Regions from separate parts of the Sus scrofa genome. Here region 1 is linked to region 2. The links are chromatin contacts, called in public Hi-C maps. All regions are on one chromosome and are shown on one strand. The core of a region is the stretch at or near the end of the contact, and the rest is flanking DNA. Distances in the headings are between cores, read along the strand shown. Region 1 overlaps CAST (calpastatin). Region 2 holds the start of LNPEP (leucyl and cystinyl aminopeptidase).

Region 1 (6,039 bases), core at 956-3,455, 220 kb before region 2:
GAATTTGCATTTCTAACAAGTTTCCTTGTAGTTCTGAGGCTGCTGGTCCAGGGACCTCACTTTTAGAACCCCTGGGATAGTCTTAATACCTTGCATTTGTGCATCACTATTTACACTTTACAAGGTTCTCTGAGATTTATAAAACTGATGTACTTAAATAAATACCATATTGCATTGTATGGTTGGTATATTATTGTTATATATTATATAATGGCAAATAATATAAATAATAATAAATAGAAATTAAGCTTGATGTATTACCAGGTAGTGTGCAAAGCACTTAGCATGCTTATCTCATTAAAAGCCCTTATCAACCCTTGAAATGTAGGTACTATTGTTATTCTCATTTTACGGATGTGGAGACTGTGTCTCAGAAGTAACCTACCTACCTACGGTAAGAGGTGAAACCCAGTTGAAGTAGTGGTAGCTCAAGAGTTTTAATGTGGCCCTGACTTATGTACTTACTCACAATCCTTAAGCATTCAAGAAAAATCATGTTCATAGCATGTAGTATAGCAGAGTGCATTGTTGGTCCACTGTTGTTCAGTTTTTACTAACCAGATACTTCCAAAAGTTTGTCATCATACCTGATTTCTTTCCACAGGAGTCTCAGGCCACTGCCCCTACTCCTGTGGGAGAGGCCGTGTCTCGGACCTCCTTGTGCTGTGTGCAGTCGGCACCCCCAAAGCCAGCTACGGTGAGTGATCCTCTGGGCCAGACGGATGTCTTGTTCAGAATGTAATGTTCTTCTTCCGCTGCCCTCCCTGCTGTGTGGTACCACCCTATTACTTTATTCTAACAAATAAAAATTAAATCTTAGAAAGCTATATCATCCTCCATCCTTCAAACTAAAGGGAGGAGCTAGAAATGCAGGCCAAGTTTAAAATTTGAATTCACCTACTGCATCTGTTATTATTTATTTATTTGTTTATTTATTTTGACGGTCGCACCTGTGGCATGTGGAAGTTCCCCAGATAGGAGTTGAATCTGAGCCGGAGCTGCAGGCTTACACCACAGCTGCAACAAACGCTAGATCCTTAACCCACTGAGCAAGGTCAGGGATCGACCCCTCATCCTTACGGACACTATGTTGAGTTCTTAACCCACTGAGCCCCAACAGGAGCTCCTGTGTTTCTTGTTTTTGTTTTTACTTTCTGAGATTCTTTCTAGTTGCTCAGCTGTGGTGGATAATTTTCACCTTCTGGTGCCTTTCAAGCCGATCGGGAGTCCCACAAACAGCTCGATGCTACTTTTTACTGGCTCTCTTGGTGGAATAACGTGCACCTTCATCATTATCTCCTCCCTTCTCCCACCAGAGGGGAGGGCAGATGGACTCACGTCCTCTCCCTTTCCTTCCTCTCTTGCCCCTCTCTCTTGCCAGTTGTCGTGTGAAGTGTAAGTAACTAGAGAATCTCTTTTCCTTTGAATTCAGTGAGGTTTGTTTCCATTAGTAGATAGAATCTGACTCAGAGAATAACAGCCGGTAGAACTAAGTTTCTTTAGTATAGACTTAGTGAATCAACATTCTGAATAACTAACCTCTCCTCGCTGCTCTGCCATATCTTCTCATTAAATTTGCCCAAGGACACTCATCTTTTTTGATCATCTCTCTCATACAGATGAGAGGAATGAACTTTGAGTTGACCTTGGGCCATTCACTTAACTTTACAGAACCTTAGTTGGGACAAAAGATAGGGCGCCTGCTCTCAGCTCCCTTCCAGTCTAGTATGGATATGGGTCAGGTCTCAAGCTTACAGTTCAGTTTGATTGTTCTCAGATGGAAAAGGGCAGAAGGAACATGGGGGCAAGGAGCGCCTTTCCAGGAGAGGCTTGAGGTGGAGGACAGGATACTACCGAGCAGTGGGAGCGGCACTGATTTCCTGGGGAGAATCGTAAGTTGAGGACAGGCCAGCACAGAGGTGTGGCACACGTGGGGTCCTTGGGATATGTGCATTTGGTTGTATGAGAAAAGGGGGCCTTGATAAAGGTGTAGGACACATGTCCTGGGTGCCCTGAGTAGGTTTGGCAGTTGGAGTTGAATTTGCCGTTGGCACCCAGGAGTAGGTGCATCCTGGGTGCCAACGGCAAATCCACCCACAGTCCAGGGACTTGCTCCTAGCCTGAAACAGGACATGACCTGCTGTTTTTGGTGGGGGAGTCTTGAGGTACTCTCCAAAAACTTACACATCATGGGAGCCAGGCCACAGGTCACAGTGATAGAACAGGAGAGGAGGAGAGAATCTGGGAAGAGGCTGGTGAAGGACAAGGGGCAGAGGCAGTGACTGGAATCAGAAGGACAATAGCCACTGTTCCAGGGCAGAACTCTTGTGACCTAAACACGTGTCATCTACTTCTCGTGCCAAGCGGAACTGCCAGGGCCTTCGAGAGCCCAGCTGATTCCTTCCCAACCTTACCCTGACTGTAGAGACTTGAACATTGGATTTTTAGTGGACAGGAAAAAAAGGAGCTCTTGTTTTTGCATTCTCTGCCCTCCTTTCCTGGGCCTCTACTCCCCTGACTCTGGTTATCATAGTTGCTGAGTTTATCATCACTGAGGTCATTTGGCATTTCTGAGCATTTGACATCCACAGGAGCCAGAAAGAATAGACACAGCGTGTGACAGAGGTCAGAGAACTCAAGAAAGGCTGAAGGATCAGTGAACAAAAAAAACCAAACAAACAAACAAACAAAAAAAAACCAGAAAGCCTAACAGAGAGAGGGGTGTCTGTCCTCTGCTGTTCCAGTTTATAGAAAAAGAAAGTTTATTGAGCAGATCCAGAGTCCTGCCTTCTTGCTCTCAATTTGACAACAGAAATACAGGCTCCAGTCCTTAAGCCTATTTCCAGATTCTTTAGCTCTTAAGACTGCTCCTTCTAGCGTTTCTAACTCTTTTTCACATATTTCTTGAGCCAAAGGGCACAGGCTTGGGAAGCAGGGTTTGCAAAGATTCTACAGCAGACAGTAGGAGAAAACAAGTGTGAGCAGGCGACTCATAAGTAAGTGTGGATCAGAAAGCAGTTCAGATTGCTGGGCTAAAATTTGGGCCCTATTGCAACTCTTACCTAGCTATACTCCCAAGCCTTTTGGATGCATCAGGGATGTTTGTTCCCCTCGGGAATAAAAACCTATACAATGTCCAGCCACTAGATGGTGATAAATCACTTTCCACTCAGCTGCCCTTTATCCACTGGAGAGCTTTTCTTTTGTGGTGAAGCTTAACAGAAAACCTACTTTTCTTACTTAGGTGGGGATGGCTAAGCTATATAAAACAGAAAGACACTTTTACTCTAAAATTCCAAAAGGTATTCCACATTTTTTTCCATTTTTAATTTTTTAAAAAATCTTAGTCACTTGTAATTTATTTTCCCCTGTGCAAAAGATAAATAACTGATAAAAGTCAAAAGGTACAGTTTCCTTTATACACAGCAGTTAAAAGTAATGCAAACGTACATGATACTTTCAGTGAGACTTAGATTTCCAGTTATAAATCAAAATGCATTTTAGGGTCTCTTTAAGGGAGAAGCTGAGAAGGAATTAGGTTAAAAAGGTCATAGGCTTTTGATAAGAATAAACATTGAGACTATTTAATTCAGTGGCTTTTGCATTTTTGACCAACACCAACAGTAGGAAACTACAACCTAGGGTCCACACAGTAGAAGGAATAGTTTAGTGTATGGTACTTATCTTTGATATGCATGATGTATTCTATTTTCTATTCTTTCATTAAAAAAAATTCCTGTCATGGCTCAGTGGAAACGAATCTGACTAGTATCCATAAGGACACAGGTTCTATCCCTGGCCTCACTCAATGGGTTAAGGATCCAGTGTTGCTATGAGCTGTGGTGTAGGTCACAGATGCAGCTTAGATCTGGTATTGCTGTGACTGTGGCATAGGCCAGCAGCTAGAGCTCTGATTCAACCTCTAGCCTGGGAACCTCCATATGCCGCAGGTGTGGCCCTAAAAAGACAACAACAACAACAACGAATCTTATTAAAAAAAATTCCTGGCCATTAATTACTGAATTGATTTTATAAGTTGCTACTGTATGGATTATGACCTGTGGTTTGGAAAAGCCAGATTTAGTCCTGTCTTTGAGCACAAACATAATTTCTCCTTTATTTTCCCTTTATACCATTTATGCCTGTGTTCATCTAGTTTCATTTTAAATAGTTACTGGAGCTCACTATGTCACAGGGATCACATTTCATTTTCAACAACTGGACCATAGGTAGGCTGTTCTCATTGTTCTGCTCCGGTTAGTCTTTCTTGGGCTGTCACCTGACTGGCATGAGTCCACTTTAACCAGTAGAAGCCACATGGAGAACACAAGCTTCTGTGCCTCAGAAGAGGCTCAGCTAGAGCCATCGTCTCTAGGATGCGCCATCCTGTTTCATTGGGAAGAAAGACCTCGCTGGGGCTTTTCTGAAAATCTCTTCTGTGTCATCTCTGGAAAAATCACAGAAAGACCACTTCCTTCTTCTTTCCTGGGGCTTTCAGCTTCTCTGTGGTGTTAGCCATTCCATTGACTCGCTTATTTCTAAACCAAAACACTGGTTAGGTCTTGTAAGTTTCTCAGTGTCCATAATTAAATTACACCCACTGAATGTTGACCATAAGAAACTTAACCTAACTTTTAACACTTTAGGTTCTTTAAACATAGATTCTATTCTAATTCAGTTGATTTTTCAAATTATGAAAAGATGACATGTGCTTCTCCTTGAGGCCTCAGATAAGGATGTGCTAGTCGGAATCGTTTGTTGTAATCTCTTTTAAGAGGAGTGATTAACCTTCTACTTAGTATACCCCCTGGATGTGCTTTTCAAAGGGCATGGTGCCAGATGATGCTGTAGAAGCCTTGGCTGGAAGCCTGGGGAAAAAGGAAGCAGATCCAGAAGATGGAAAGCCTGTGGAGGATAAAGTCAAGGTAAGGGCAGCTCACACACTTCTAGAAAGGAACTATCCTTCATTGCTCTGACTCCCAAATAAGGCAGTCATTTTTTAAAAATTTCTCATCACACACGATCCCCTGGCTTCCTCTATTACTGTGCTTGTCCTATTTAATAAGTGAAACTGAGGGAGCATGACTGTTGCAGGGCAGCGGTGATTGGCTGGCGTGCACGGATCAGGGTTCTCTGAGTCTCACCTTGGCCACCTGCAGGATTCAGGAGAGAAGAGGTGCAGCCTGCCACTCTGCATGACCATCTCTTAACCCAGCAGGCTGACAGTGGTGCAGACTGAGCCTGCCAGACCAGGGTACAGTGTGCAAGAGGTTACTGTAGGAACTCTATACCTACGGGCATGCATACATTTGAACCTAACAATGGATTTATTGACCTCAAATTTAGTCACTTGGGCATCCACTTTGGGAGGAAAAGATGAATTAACAATGCAAATGGTATGATTTTCCTTCAGGAGAAAGCCAAAGAAGAGGATCGTGAAAAACTTGGTGAAAAGGAAGAAACGATTCCTCCTGATTATAGATTAGAAGAGGTCAAGGTAAACAGGCTGGGATCTTTTTCTAATTTATTTTTATTCATATTGAATCTCATGTACATAAAGCAAAGGGACATGGGAACAGACCTGGGATATAAAGATCATGTTTCTTAATAATTTCAAACACCAAAGAGTATTAGTCCACTAATATCCTGTTGGGACACTAGCTATGAAGCTGAAAAATTCCTCAAGTGGCCTTTCGTGCCCTTAGGTCAAAGAAATCTCATGTCTTAGCTACATAATTTTTGCCAGTCTAATACATGGTTCACAATACCATAAATTAAAAAAAAATTTAATTTAGGAAACTTTTAGCCAGACAGGAAAACCAAATGAGGAGCAGTTATTTCCTGAGGAATGATCTGCAGCACTCCCAGGTCCTGGCTTGATCCTCGTTTAAATCCTCTTATGTTCATTAACTGTGTTCCCATCAGGCCTCTTCGGTAGATGCAGCTCCCTGTGATAGACCGTGGGTGTCCCCTCCAGAACGGACGGGCTCAGTGTGAGTGGGGAGCCAACATGCCCCCTCCCCTGGCCCTGGGTGTCAC
Region 2 (6,458 bases), core at 1,043-3,542:
GTATCCAAAAAAACGAAAACCCAGAATAAAACAAAACAAAATTTATTTTTATTCTTTTGAAGGTAGTTAGGATTCTGAAACATTCTGATTTTGTTTACTTTTTTTTTTTTTTTTTTTTACATTCAATACAAACCCACAAGCCTTTAAATGGTCCTTTGCATATTTGCGTGACTGTGTAGAAATGGGAGGGGTGAGAGGCAAGAGGTTGGCAAAGAGAGGATAGTTATTTGTCTCTACGTCAAAGAAATCTAAAAAGACATAATGATCCTCCTGTATTTGCTAGTGCAATGGTGAAACATTTTTACTAGTCTCTGCAAAATTGAAGTATTTAAGATCGAACACAAATAACCTGTTTCACACTTAAAAGCATGATAGACTAGCTTACAGGTGAGGTGAAAAGAGGGAATTTAACAAGCTGTGGAGTTTTAAATATCTCTGATACTAAGTGCTTTGACTAGGAAAATAACTCCAAAGGGAAAAGACATGACCTAAAATATAGGTAAGAGCCTCCTATCTAGGCAATGCAATGTGTGGGATCCTTTTGACAAAATCCAGCATTGCCTATATTATATCATATCTGACCACTTATGTACCAACCCCTGTGGTTCACTTCCTATTTTTGGTTCTGTTGGGGGTGGGAGGTTTGAGGAGGTAGCCTAAGGGCTCTGATTATCTTTAACACAATGGGAAAAGAACAGCTTGGAGGTATCATATGATACAGACACCTTCTCTGCACTGATCACAAAGGCACCACTCAATATAGAAATGTTCTCTGGAAGGCGGTTTTAAACATTGCAAGTGAACTAGAACTCTAAATACCACTGCATCCATTCACAAATTATTTATTGCGTATCTATCTAGGGATTAGGATACAGCCCTTTATAAAGGTAATGACCCTGCCTTGCATTCTTGAGAGGAAGATTCATAGTAATGTAAGAACAAACAAAACGTTGAGAGCCTTAAGTGCTGTGACTACAATAAAGCAGAACCCAGTCTTTATAGAATAGACCATGTTTGCACCTATTTTCCATTGTGTGGCCAGGAAAGAGCTCTTCTCAGAGAAGCCCTTTGAGATGAGACTTAAAATACAAGAAGGAACCAGCAGTCGAAGTACCATGCAGAAGGAACAGTTCTTCCATGAGGACCATGCAGTTGGAATGGTTTAATGTAAATTGGCGACTTTAAGGAACAGCCAGAAAGCCTCTGTGGACAAAGCATAGTAAGCACGTGTAGGAGATAAAGTCCTAGAGTTAGGGAAAGAGTTTCGCTTTTATCCTAAGTGTGATTGGTAGCCACTGGAGATTTTAAAGCGCAAGTGGGTGATTTAATTCAACAGACATTTAAGAATACAATATTGCAAAATACAATATTTTACTTGGATTTTACTTCTTTGAAACCTAATTTCAATTTCCCACGCAGGTCAAACAACAAACAGTACTGCCAGCCCTGTTTGCCCAGGCTGTTTGCGCTTGCCACGGGCTTGTTTGCACCGGACGCCCTGCTGTTGACAGCCTCAGAGAAGCGTGTGACAGTTGGCAGGCGCAGTGAGGCACAGCGGGAGCCAAGTTGCTGCTGAGGCCAAGGCTGCGTTTGGGGAGGACAGAAGAGCGATGAGGGGCAGGAGGCGATGCAGCGCGCCCCGAACTCCGCAGCATAGCGGCGATCCGCACAGAGAGCAAGGGATGATGAAGTGAGGCCTGGAAGAGCATCACCCGGGCTCCCCAGGCCCCTGGTTATTTCATTTCAATGGTTCGCCGGGTCGCCCGGCTTTGACACTGGAAACTATGGGGGCTGGAGACTGGAGTTGAGGGCTCCAGTGCTGGAGGGCGGGGGCGACAAAGAGAGTTTCGCTTTCTCCGGCCTAGCTCTGCTGGCCTGGCCACCTGCAGCAGCGGCTGCACCCCGGGGAGCCGCAGGTGTTGATTTAAGGCTGGCGGGGCAGGCCTTCAGCCCACATCCTGCGGCTCCCGCGGCCCCGGTCTGATCCAGTGCCAGGTTTTGTGATCCGCCTGCCTGTAGATGCCGCGCCCCGATCCGCTAGCCGCCCAGACTCCTTGGGGGTCTTCCCCCACTTCAGTCAGGCCACCGAGAGCATGGGACCTCTGTGATGTGAGCCAGCAGCCCTGCCAAGACGACCCACAGTGCCTGCTCCCTCAAGCCTTAGCAGAGTGAGCTCCCCGGGGCCACACTCCCCAGGGAAACCGAAGCTTCGCAGTCCGGGAGCGACCTTCGTCCATAGATCCTGCTTTGCCTTCAGATCTTGGCTACAGTGGCACCTTCCAGGCCTCTCCTCAACAAGCATCCGAATTAGCGACCCACTCAATCTCCGTCACATCACCTAGATTTAATGCTGAGCTGGGCATTTATATCAATCTCGTGTGTCTTGTGTTTGTTTATTATCTGTCTCTGGAATGTCTCCTCGACGGAGGCAATGACTGTGTTTTACCAGCGCGGAGCTGGGTTCCCGGCTCCTAAGGCCGGGCCGGGCCTGGCCGGGACGTTATAGGCTATCACATTTGCTTAATGACTGACCGCTGTTCTGGGCACTGAAACAGACCGAGTTGCTGGCCTTTTCTGTCAGGGGCGGGGCTTGTTCCGGTCACGCCCCCCCCGGCCCGCCCCCAGATCTAACCCTCTCCCTCCTCTTCACTCCCTGGAATCCGCTGGGGCCTGTGCAGTGCTTTTTCCTCTAGTTTCCCTCGCTCTCTGCAGCTGTCGCTAAAACACGGAGCTGTGGATTTTCGAGCGAGCGGAGCGGCGCCGCTGTTCGCGGCACCTCCCCGACAGACCTCGGCGCTGCGCTGGGCATGCTCAGTTGGTAGGGCCGCTTCAGCGTTCGGAGTAGGAAGCTTGGACGCTCCTGCTGTAAGGAGCTGCGGCCGGGGGAAGATGGAGCCCTTCACCAATGGTGAGTGGGCGGCCGGAGGACCCGGGGTCAGACGCTCTCTGGGGCAAGAGGGTCGTGGGCAGTGTGACACGCGAGGTCGAGCTGCAGTCGCACCGACCGCGGGTTTCCCGTGAGGGCTTAGGGGCAGTGGAGAGGGACGGGGAAAGCAGTTCGAGGCTCGGGGGAGGGGGCGGGAGGCGGCCGGTGTCGCGGAGTTGGGGAGTGGTGTGAAGGTCAGTGCCATCGCTTGCCCAGGGTGGGGGCGTCGTCGGTGTGGCCCGACCGTACGCTCTGCTGCGCGCCCAGGTGGGCGAACAGCAAAGTTTAGGCTGTTTTGCGCAGATCAGGGGGCAACGGGAAAGTTGGCAGCTGCGTTTGCCCGGGAGAAGGGGGTGTTGGCCACAGCTTTTGGGCAGGAAGAGTTAAGCCGCGGCCCTTACCAAAGACAACTTCGGTGGTGCGGCGGGAGCTATCCCCCTGTCCTTCAGCGAGTTGCCGGCGTGACTTTTCCTAATAGGACGGGGTGGGGGTGGGGGCTTAGCAGGTTAATTTAGTGGAAGGAGGAGAAACTTGCAGAAAGGCTTGATCACCCCTGCTGTGTTCCCAGGAGGTTCCTCCCCGCATTGCCACCCTCCAGTCTGATGCGGAGGCACTACGCAGAGCGTTCAAGCTTCCTTTCCCTGGCTTCCGATAACCAGTTTTTCAGTTGAAGACTCATTAAATATCAAGGGTCCGTCACAATGATATCACAATGTGACTTGAGGCCAGAGTCAAAGCAGGAGCCTGCAGGATGCCCTGCAAACAGCCACAGCCCTTTACTGAAAGGAGGGAATAAATCCCACCCTGCTTAAAACGATGGCTTCTGTTTGGACCAGAAGTGCGGGAGTCACAATGTAGAAGTGAGATGTCTTACAGTTTTGCAGCTTTCAGTATTTGGAATCCCTTTGGGGACAGAAAGTAGTGAAACAGCCAGTAAGGGAGGACTCACACCAATATTAGAAGATTCACTTTCTAGTTGACCTTTCACTTTCCTGCGGGTGGTTGATTACTTAATGGTAGATGGTTTGTCGCATTAATGGATGGCAAAGTGAACCCCTGTTTGAGTGGGTCAGTTGCCATCCATGAGTCAGAGACGTGCACTTTGTATCAGACCCTATCCAGACTTTGCTGTTTGCTGTGTTTCATTCATGGGCCTGGGAACCACTCATTATATTCTCCCTGTCCATAATTCAGAATGCTTTATTCTACTGCCATCTTCCTGTCTGTACTATTTAATTAGGCTTAATGATGATAACATTAATTCTGAATTTTCTTTCTCATTCAGGTTCTATTTGTAATTACTAGGGCTCCAAGAGTAGTCTAGTACAGTTACTAAGAAAAATAAGGGAGATTTGAGCTGAAAGGAACCCTGGAGACCATCTGGTACTTTGGTGTAGAACATTTCTAATACAAATCCTTAAATCCTTTCCGATGAGTATTCCAAGGCTTTTTTCTTTGTTTGAGGTAGAACGCTTGGAGCTTCCCTGTTTGCAGGATTTTAAATGTGAAGTTGCCTTTAAATTAAAACAAAACAAAACATTCCCCACAACAAGGCTGAGTCACCCATTTGGTCAAGATTATTGCCAGCTGATTTGGTGAACCTGTGCCCACAGAATTAAAGTACATTCTCAAGTCTTAAAACTGGGGCCTTTTCTCCTTGGCATATGCTGCTCTTGATATGAATATTTGCAAATTGTCACATTTGGAAGGGCAGTGGAAAAGTCCCAGAGAGGAGAACAAAAAAGAAGCAGTGCTTCAACTTTCAGGTCGGAAATTGGATTTCTAATCCTTTCCTATCTATCTTCTGGATTTTCAGAGTCTGTGCTGGAGACAGTTTAGCAATGTATTATTTTAGTTAATATGTTAATCACTCCTTGGAGCCTTATCTAGCAGCCTTTAACAAGCAGAATAGAAACTACAGCATTTAAAGTCAACAAGAAATGAGGTCCTAGAAATTCGAGGTGCTTTTCAGGTTTAAAATAGACTCTATTTATTCCAGAACTTTTGAAGGATAGTTGTAGAATTCTTTAGTGTCTTCAATCAGTACATGGTATAGTGGAAAGTACATTTATCTTTGTACTTAATCCTTTTGAGTATGTGAACATGTATGTCTAGTTCTCCTGTAGGCCTGGGTGTTCTGGTGCAGAGTATTTCATTACTCATAGAGTTTATGATTACAGGATTCATTAAGTTTGGTGTGGGCTTTTGCTGCACATTTATTACCTTTTAATAAAATCTTTACCACTTACACTTTCTCCTATAGCTCTGTGTATGGAGGGAGATGTGAGAGCTTAACAACAACAAAAAGTCAGTAATTTGGGACCACATATCTTTCTGTTAAAATATTGTCAATAATTTCACCATCTAAAAGGGGGCAAACGTAGTTTTTGTTTTGTCCTTTTGGTTTTCAATACCCATCTAGTTCAGTAAGGCTTTTTCTACTGTTCATGTTTTCTGTCAAAACTTGCTGCTGGTATGGCTCATTTTGGGGGTGGAGGGGAATCCTGCTCTCTGCCTGCTAATATAATAATGAATGTATTTGATGACCATCCTGTGTTAACCTGTCAAGGTAACTCACTACTGTAACCCATTTAACATGCATTTCTCCAGAAAGGGCTTAAAAGGAAGGACGTTATTGCCAAGAATTTCCATTTGGCTCAGAAGATATTTTTGGTCTTGCCCTTGGTAGGGACTGGTGACTGTTATGCTGAAGACTACATATCAAGTCTGACTTTGGATCTTTTTTATGGGGAGAGAAATGTGCTGGTCTAGTCTTCAGGATTGGTTTGGCAGTAACTATTATGTCCTGTTAGGTAGGTACAAGTGAAACTCTTAGGAAGTAGTGATTTATATATCACCAGAAAATAAACAGATGAAAAGAAGATAGCAACTCTCTAGGTCTTTTGATAGATATAGCAGATTAGGGCAAGTAATTACATGATGACTGCCTAGTTTTATTTATCCTCATTTGCATGCAGGGTTGGGGTATTTTGGAATAATTTAAATTTATGTTAAGGAATGGAAATGCAAGGCTCACCCTCAGGATCTGATTAATGAGGGCTGAGGTTAGGCCTAGGAATCTACACTTCATTTTAAGAACACTAGAAAGCTCACCAGAAGGGAGGTTTTGAGAAGTTTATTAGATAAGAAAATTCTGAATTTGGGAGCATACTGATAGAGAAGATTTTTTTTTTTTACAACCATATGTGTGTGTTTTTAAATGCTTTCTAGTTTGTTGTATGGCCAGAAGTAAATCTCCAGAGGATGGAAAAGCATTGAAATTTTGAAGTTGCAGCACTGAAAGCAATTTAAACAGTTTTATTTTTTTCCCAGAGCCTCCAAGAATCACTTTAGTCCTCAGCCTGATGCATAACTAAACAAGGGGGACTTTGCTATTTTACAAAACTATATTTGTTTTTGTTTGCAGATTGGCATCCATGTGAGAGTATCTCCCAGCTTCCAAAATGGGAAGCCTGGACAACAAACTAGATATTCATGGATTGTAAGGCAGTATAAAATTGTGATTTCATCT

Evidence for each region. Hi-C and Micro-C count contacts between places; a contact is called where the count stands out from the background.
Region 1: a Hi-C map of retroperitoneal adipose tissue shows a contact between it and region 2, with 1.6 times the contacts expected there. The contact joins the enhancer-like site here to the promoter of LNPEP in region 2. A contact is called at or near these places in 1 of 5 promoter capture datasets (fetal liver), 3 of 47 Hi-C or Micro-C datasets (fetal heart ventricle, fetal skeletal muscle and retroperitoneal adipose tissue) and 2 of 2 datasets of contacts at active chromatin or transcription factors (alveolar macrophages and skeletal muscle).

What each region holds. Positions count from the first base shown.
Region 1 is chr2:103,349,631-103,355,669 of Sscrofa11.1, forward strand. It overlaps CAST (calpastatin), which reads left to right. Exons shown (of 31, transcript NM_214067.1): 20 at 605-697; 21 at 4,827-4,925; 22 at 5,414-5,497. It overlaps LOC110259691 (a long non-coding RNA gene), which reads right to left. Exons shown (of 4, transcript XR_002342059.1): 4 at 5,513-6,039. Among named protein-coding and RNA genes, the nearest start is that of ERAP1, 62 kb to the right of the region's middle. Within about 2 kb of position 2,206, at least 12 of the 83 cell types and tissues checked have an H3K27ac peak or open chromatin away from gene starts, as enhancers often do. A contact at or near this core is called in retroperitoneal adipose tissue, where this site is marked.
Region 2 is chr2:103,566,074-103,572,531 of Sscrofa11.1, forward strand. LNPEP (leucyl and cystinyl aminopeptidase) reads left to right here and starts at 2,293. Exons shown (of 18, transcript NM_001105291.1): 1 at 2,293-2,908. The coding sequence starts at 2,890.